Regions from separate parts of the Triticum aestivum genome. Here region 2 is linked to region 1. Evidence: chromatin contacts called from public HiCAR-type data. All regions are on one chromosome and are shown on one strand. Each heading gives the region's core, a stretch centred on a gene start, on an enhancer-like site or on the middle of the called end of the contact. The rest is flanking DNA. Distances are from core to core; before and after follow the strand shown.

Region 1 (4,100 bases), core at 785-3,284:
AATTAAGGCTAGGCCAGTAGATAAAACGGCTTTAACCTCACTCTTGCATTGTTACTTGTAGGTTGGGTTCTGTTTAGTTAAGATAGGATGCAAGCAAGAAGCAAAATCTTCATGGTTGAGTAGCTTTCCTGCTAGGATGGTTAACTTCGAGCACAACGGTTTTAAGAAATCATCAGTATACTTTCCATTTAGGATGGTTGGCATTGGTTTTATAATGAAAGGCACCCTTCTTCCTAACACCTCCATCTATTTCCTACATCAGTGATCTCATGGTCATCATTCTCCATGCACGAAATGTTATCATCATTATCCAGTAAAACAAATACTCCGTACTTATAATTTAAACCTGTAAATAGGCTCTAGACGAAAGTTAGACTAAAATGGCTGGCCTGGGTCTTACAGTTGATCAGATTGATTCGCACCTCCCAGTGGCTTACCTTAGTAAACCCTACGATATGGACCAAGCTTAGGTTTCATATTTCAACCATGCCTGTTGTGTTTAACTGTTTGTCACTTTTTATTTCCAGATAAGTTTTCTTCAGTTCAACTTCATCAATTTACTGAATAATGTTGTCAGGAATCAGGAATCAGGTGAGCAATGCACTACTCTAGTTTCGCCGTAGAATCCTCCAACTGATAAGATACTCCCTTTAGAAAGGCTGTTGAGAAATCACGAAAGTGAAATACACAAAATAACAAACTGACATGCTAGAGCTCCAAAATTAATTTCAGCACTGGGGGGTGTACACTAAATAACTTCTGACCAAGCAAGCATCGATTTGACGCATATAGGATTACAGGTTCTTGCACTAATTGCGCCTAGGAAAATCATGCTAACACCCCACATCACCCAATCAGTAACAAAGAAATGTTGCACCACCTTTAACCTGTGCAGAGCACCGCTCCACAAGAGGTTAATATAATCAAGGTAACACGATCGGCAGTTGAGCACTGAACCCTTTCTGAAACAAAAACGGCCGCGGGAATGCACCCTTCAAGAGTTCAAGTGTTGTGACAATTAGCAACTGCGCATCTGGCGCATTCATTTGTTAGAATCCTATGGTGGCAGGATTGTATGATCGATCTATTCTATGGCCAAATTACCAGCACCAAGTTCATCAAACCAGCATTGAATAATGAAAATTAATTTACACCACTTACCTGGAACTGGGTCATCACAAGATATGAGCCGAGCTTCCGCGACGACGGGTCGTTAGGCTTGCTGCCTGCCGAGAGCGAGAGTGACTTGATGATTGGTAGGAAGACGCCTCCGGCCCTGGCGGTGGTGCTGGGCATGGCCGGCGCGATGCAGGCCTCGCTGACGGTGAGCCCGTAGGAGAGCCCCAGCGTGCTGCCCCCGAGCCACTTGATGAAGTAGGTGGCGATGCGATCGCCGAGGCCGGTCTTGACGAATCCTCGCGCGAAGAAGAAGGAGATGACGATGAGCCAGATGACCTCGTTGGTGAAGGCGGAGAAGGCGGTCTCGAAGGGGAGCGTCCGCGTGGCCACGGCGGTGGTGAGGCCGAGGAAGGCCCAGGCGCCGACGGGGAGCGGGCCCAGCACGAGCCCCGCGATGGTGGAGAGGAAGATGGAGAGCAGCTGCCACGCCTGCAGGGTCACCTCGGCGGGCCGCGGCGCGAGGAAGCGCACGGCGAGGCCGGCCGCCAGGGAGACGATGAGCGGGACGAGCTTGGCGCCGGCGGGTTCAGCGCTGGCCTCCGCGTCGGGCTCGGGGCCGGGCGTTTGGGAGGCGAGGAGGTGCCGGGCGTGGCGGCGAGGGGCGGGGGAGAGCAGGCGATGCCGCGAAGAGAGGGGGCGGGATGCGAGCGGGAGGGGGAGGTGGAGCTGGCGCCGGCGGAGGTGGTTCGGGGCGGGGAGGAGCAGAGGCGGGCGGTGGGAGACGGCGACCCGGAGGCGCTCCATCGGCGCCGGCGGCGGGAGGACGGCGGCGGAGTGGTCCAGGAGCAGAGGCGGGCAGGTGGTTTCAGAATTCAGTCCCCGGAGATCGACTTGTAATGGCTGCTTTTTGAAATAATCATTTTTAGCATAGATACTAACGGCGGAATCTGCGATACTAACGCCTTGCGGGTTTCACCCGCTGACATGTGAGGCCGTGTGCTGGGCCTCCGGGATGGACCCACCTGGCAGCGGGTAAAGGAGCAGCGCTGTGTCGCCCGCGTTTTTTGTCGGGAGATACTAGGGCTCGGCGTGGGGACCAGTCGCAGTCGCTGGAATCTGTGTTGGTGCTCACCTGTGCGGTGCGGCTGAGCTGAGCAGCCTCGTCACCGGTGGTGGATCCCGCGAGGTATCGCGTTTTGACGGGAAGCGACGGCCAGCAGGGGGCCGACACGTGGCGCCAGTAGATACTGGTTGCCAGCCCTGTCCGCCGTCCGATGAGAAATGGACGATCCAGATGACCAGCCAGGTCATTTTCCTGAAGATCGCACACATTTCCCACGCGACATTTTCCATGCCTTGAAACCGACAGCGTTGCAAAACCACCTGCCAGTGGACCACCAACAAACCCTAAGCACTACAAAGAAATCCACAAAATACACATTCAAGCCAACAAAGAGTGTGAGGAAGACCAGAGTTTGGACAAAGAGTGTGAAGTCTCGAGAAGCCATGTTCAGTGAAACAAAATGACCTGCGTCACAGTAACAATTTTCGTGAGTATAAATAATGATGCTGTTACAACTTCCCGTGGACTGTCCTTGCAGCAAAAACATTTGCAGCAGCTTGCAAACAATCAATGACAGATACGTACTATAACACCTTGGAGACTATCAAAACCTATGGGCGGCTGACTTCAGCATACTGTTGGAAAATTCTATGCTGAAGCAATGGATGAGAGCCAGGCCTACAGTCTATGACCCAAAAAAAACCTCGTGAAAACGCGTCATGTTAAGTATGAGGGATCACTTCCACGCGACAACCCTCCCCTATAGTCAACTGGTATCGTGGTATCCGTAATGAATGCCCCTGAGCGTTCCGCGTCAGGGGCATTTGGTGGGAGGGCAGAAGTCCGAAATGTCGACGCCGGCAGCCTCCATTGCGTCGTGCTGGCAGTTGGTCGGGGTGCAGCACTCCGATATGTCGATGCCAGCAACCTCCATTGCATTGTGAACCCACTTTGGCACGTCGCCCTTTGGGAACTGCCATCATCATGATTTTAGTGTTTACAGGTAACACAAACTACTAAGAAAGATAATAACAAGACAAGAGTATGGTTTTAGCTCTGTAGATGATTGGGTGGCGATGGTATAAGGAAGCAGTTTGTTGCTCAGCTATTTTTTATTCAATCATATATGATAGAACAGAGATTGCAGAGCAAAACAAACCTGCACCCTCAAGAATCCTCTAACGAATCTGCAAACATGTCAGCAGAATTTCGTTATTTAACAGCACACAATTTAACTGAATAATCAGGCAGATTTATGTCGAATAAGACAACATACTCTGGAAATCGCCCTTCAAGAATCGACATGTGGAGATCTCTACTTAACTGAAACAGAAATGAGAGTGATCAAACAATAGCCAACTATGCTCAAAATGAACAACTCAGCCAAAAAAAATGACAGGATACCCGCGCCATAAATGATAAATTGTGATATGACAGCAGTTGAGAACCCATAGGATCTTTCGTGACCAGACAATGCAAGTATGCACGGGTATAGTTCTTGCAGACCTGAAAAACAAGACAACCATGTTACAGAACTCCAAAGATTGTAATTATATCAATCAGTTTACCACTTTGTTCCTAGTGTTGTTGAAGCCATACCATACATGGACAGGAAGGATCAATGGGCCGTTCGTCAGTTGCCATTGCATTTTGTTTCAACTTCAGAACACCCTAAGATGATGCAGAAAAAAATAAGTTTAATAAATCATTGACGGGAATTAAAGTTAAAGGGGTAGATAAACTAGATTAGCACCAACTTAGAAATTAAGATTATCTTAACATAAGCTTAAAGCCTAAACCTGCTATAAATGTGCCTGCCTCTACAACAAGCACAGTTAATTTAGACAGTACACCCAACAAGCATAAATGCCAGGGTCCCCATTGCAACACCATCAAATGGCTTATCAGCAAGTCCAGC
Region 2 (4,100 bases), core at 492-2,991, 390 kb before region 1:
CCGTTGTTGCTTGCTGCTCCCTCCCTTCCTCTTCACTGCTCGCTCCACACTGTCCTTTTCCCCTTGTCCCTATCTCGTGGGCCTTTTTACACTTCAGTCCAGCTTAACTTGAACATTTAAGTTTTTAGCTAAAAGGCGAGGGTTTACGGGAGGAAAAAGGAAATGGCAGAAAGAGCGGGGGCGGAAATGGCACTAGTAGTAGTAGTAGTACTATTGCTGATGCTGCGACGGCGAGGGTTTGACAGGAAAGGACTAGATAAAAACGAGATTTACAAAAATTTCAGAAAAGCCCCTGCTTTCTTCACTAATCTTTTATTCCCCGCGCGAGGTGTCGTCTCCCACCGAGTCTCTCTCTCTCCGCCGCGCCTCACTTCCAGGGATCCGTCGGCTCCGTCCACCACGCCAGCGGCGGCTCGTCGGCGAAGAACCCCCCGCACGGCTCCTCGTCGTCCAGGAACCCCGTCTCGTCCTCCTCCACCTTCAGGAAATTCCCGTGCAGGAACACCTGCCCGTGCCCCGCCGCCGCCGCGCCGGCCGCCCCGGGCCCGCCGAGCAGCGTCCCCATGTCTGGAGCCGGCGCCTCCTCTGTTGGTGTCGCGCCGGTCGCGTCCGTGTCGTTCAGAACACCGCTCGAGTCGCTGTCGGATGACCCCATGCCCGCGGGCGGCGGGCCGTCGGACGCCGCCGGCTCCTCCTTCACCGACGTGAAGCTCGCCGCGGCCTCCTCGTCCCCCAGCTTCCCCTTCAGATCCTTGATCTGTATCACATGAGACGCGCCAGCAACGAGCATCAGCCATTGCGCAGGTAGTACTAAGCAGCAGCGTAATTTAAGCGGGCGTGAGCGGCACGGACCTCGGCGAGGAGGGCCTCCTTGTCGCGGCGGAGGGCGTCGTGGTCGACGCGGAGCGCGTCGTAGGAGTGGCGCAGCGCGTTGTAGTCGCGCTCGAGCTGCTTGGTCTTCCAGCGCGCGCGGCGGTTCTGGAACCAGACGGCGACCTGGCGCGGCTGCAGGCCGAGGTCGCGCGCCAGCCGCGCCTTGCGCTCCGGCTCCAGCTTGTTCTCCACCTCGAAGCTCCGCTCCAGGGCGCGCACCTGCTCCGCGCTCAGCCGCCGCTTCTTCTCCCCTCCCCCGCAGCCGCCGCCGCCACCGCCGCACGCCATCATCTCCTCCTCCGCGTCCCCGTCCGCCTCCATCCCGACCACGCCGTAGTCCATATCTAATCAAACACGCACACAGAGACTCAGATTTCCGCGCCCTTCACCTCAACAGAACGAATTCCCACCAGAAAGAAAGAAAGAAAGAAAGAAAGAGGGCTCGCAATTTACGATTGGGGCTGGCCATCTGGTGGAGGGAGGAGGGGTTTCCGCCGCCGGGCCGCTTCATGGCGAGCTCCGCAGAAATTCAGATGGCACCGGCACCACCACCACCACCACCACCCTCCCCGATTACTGCGAGAAGAGGAGCAAAGAGCGGGAGAAAGGGCTGGTGCGCCTCCACTGCTGGCCCCTCCCCGTCCTCCCGTCCACGCCTCGATCCATGACGGCCACCATGTACCCTCGTCCCCGCCTTGGCAAACCAGCACCGATCAAAATGTCCTCCCCTCCACGATTGCGGATGGATTTCCTCCGCGATTGCTTACGATCCAAGAAAGAGAGAGTGAGGAGGGGGGAGGAGAGTGGAGTCCTGCTCTGTTTTCTTTTCCGGGTTTCCTTTCCGTTTCCCCAACACTGCGTGCTGCATTTCCGTGTGCGTTTAATAAAGGAGGGAGGGGGAGAGAGAGAGACAGGCGGGGCCGAGTTCCTCCGGCTCGGCGCACGGGTTAGGTGGAGGGGGCCGGTGCGGTCAGGAGCTGACCATGGTTAGGACCCCCAGCACGCGTCGCACGGCAATTTGCGAGCCCTAGCGCGACCTTTTTTGCTTTTTTTTTTGAGAATCTCACAAAGCTTTATTACTGAATCATAATGTTCATAGGTACAAAAAGAAGATCGCCGGGTTGTCCTAGCCAAGTGTGTCGGCCAAACCCTAAAGATAACGCATGCTTTGCGAGATTATGGGCCTCCGTATTGGAGGTCCTATACTCATGAGTAAACGAACATGAAATAAAGGTAGTTGCTCTAGTCTTGATTTCCTCGACAATGGCTCCAAATTCTGCTGAGCTTCCCTGTCTGATTGCATCTACCACCACCTCGCAATCGGAGGCAACAAGTAAACGGTTGATATAGAGATCTTCTGAAAGTGCTAATGCCTCCCGAACAGCTAGTGCTTCTAGCACTTGGGGGTTGTGCAGTCCTTTAAAAACGAGAGCTGACGCTCCCATGAACAAACATCTCTCATCCCTGCAAACCACACCAACTGCGCCAAACGTACCTGGGCGTGACACGGCCGCGTCCACATTGAGTTTGTAGTAATCTGTTGGTGGTGGAATCCACGTACGGGGTCGTGGTACTACTATCCCATGTGCTTCCTCCTTCTTCTTCTTCAAAAACTCTATGTCTGATAAGTAAGCTTTGATGAAGTTGTCAGTGGCAAACGGAGTCTGGTATATATCCTCATGTATAGCTTTCCGTCTTGCACTCCAAATCGCCCATAAAGTAACAATCATCAACTGAAATTGCTCCGGTGGAAGAGAGTCATTCATGGCAAAGAGCCACAGCCGTGCGTCAGGTTCTGAGGTTGCCCACATGTGCTCGACCATCTCGGCTTCTGAAAGTGCCCACACACACCTAGACACATTACACTCCAGCAAAGAATGCCGCCAGCTATCCTGCCCTCCGCATAGGGAGCAAGCACTCGTAGTGGCCATATGACGATGGTTTAGGACATCTCCCATAGGGAGTGAGTGTTGCGCCAAACGCCAAGTGAAAAAGCGCAGTTTCGGTGGCACTGACATGTTCCATAGCGAGTTCCACCCCCTCATCTCATGTTCAGAGTTGGAAGGATCCTCCCTTTCCTCCAGCCATGCCTCGCGCCCAATCTTGATCTTGACAATCATCTTATAAGCTGACCGTACAGAAAAACGCCCCCTTGGATCATCATTCCATGACCAGAAATCGTCCACACGCCGTGTACAGAGCGGTATTTGCAAGATCGCCTCCACATCAATGGGTATGAACACCTGTCTAAGCAAGTCCTCTCGCCACGCAGCTCTAGTGTGGTCGATCAGATCAGAAACCAATTGCGGTGGGTCAGCAACTAAGGAGGCCACCGGCTTCATCATTCCGTCCCTTGGGATCCAACTATGTTGCCATATGTTCGTGGTAGTTCCATCACCAATACGCCGGATAGCTCCTTGGGTGATAATATCTCTCCCATCAAGTATAGATCGCCACACCTGAGAAGGATGTGGACCTAGTATGCGCGACCTTTTTTGCTGATCGATTCAGAGGTGCTGCGTGCACGTAGGATCGTGGACTGATAAGACGGCCCTGCACTGCAATGGGACGCCCTAAGCCTCTCGTACAAGCCCAGTTCATGCTTCACAATTTGGGAATTAGCATCTTACTATTCTTTGCGCACTAGAATTTCCACTACCAAAATACCCAAAAAAGAGATAGCAGACACGATCGAAAATGTATGATCAACATGTGAGATGCAGGATCTTAAGAAAAAAACATGTGAGATGTAGTTGAAAGGGTGTAGTAGAAAATATCATGTCATTCCGTTGAAACATGTGATGGAGTTGAAAAATATGCAGTTGAGACACAACGCGGTTGGAAGAAAATAAAAGTGCAACAGTAAATATATACTGCTGAAACACATAGAATCAATTGCATTGCTATCAACTCCAACATTTACTAGATTCTTGTGTAGCAAACATGCGGTGGTTTCCATTTCACAAAAATGATCTTGAATCACTAACTACCAAAACTCCTCTTGCTTTAGTGCAAAAGGATACCTAGTGAAGAATGATATATATAGTGATTTGCTTGATTTAGTACAGATTACATCAACAGATGCATATAGAGCAGCTGCTCAGAATTGAAACACAGGACGTGGGAGGAATCGTGTGTTAATCGTGGGGAAGAGGTGCCAACGGCAGGTGTAAGGGCATATTTATCCCTAAGGTGTTTTGGTGATTGATGACAACCCGTTTGCGGAC

Evidence for each region. HiCAR-type assays count read pairs that join an accessible place to other places.
Region 2: a contact with region 1 is called in a HiCAR-type map of leaf, with 4 times the contacts expected there. The contact joins the promoter of LOC123104045 here to the promoter of LOC123104042 in region 1. A contact is called at or near these places in 3 of 5 Hi-C or Micro-C datasets (all in leaf) and 1 of 1 datasets of contacts at active chromatin or transcription factors (leaf).

Annotation. Positions count from the first base shown.
Region 1 is chr5A:463,567,138-463,571,237 of IWGSC CS RefSeq v2.1, reverse strand. It overlaps LOC123104042 (dicarboxylate transporter 2.1, chloroplastic), which reads right to left and starts at 2,034. Exons shown (of 4, transcript XM_044525763.1): 1 at 1,162-2,034. The coding sequence starts at 1,923. LOC123104043 (queuine tRNA-ribosyltransferase catalytic subunit 1) reads right to left here. Exons shown (of 16, transcript XM_044525764.1): 12 at 3,782-3,853; 13 at 3,587-3,688; 14 at 3,459-3,505; 15 at 3,342-3,369; 16 at 2,634-3,155. The coding sequence ends at 2,997.
Region 2 is chr5A:463,954,324-463,958,423 of IWGSC CS RefSeq v2.1, reverse strand. LOC123104045 (homeobox-leucine zipper protein HOX4) reads right to left here and starts at 1,741. Exons shown (of 3, transcript XM_044525765.1): 1 at 1,327-1,741; 2 at 853-1,217; 3 at 188-757. The coding sequence starts at 1,384. The coding sequence ends at 368.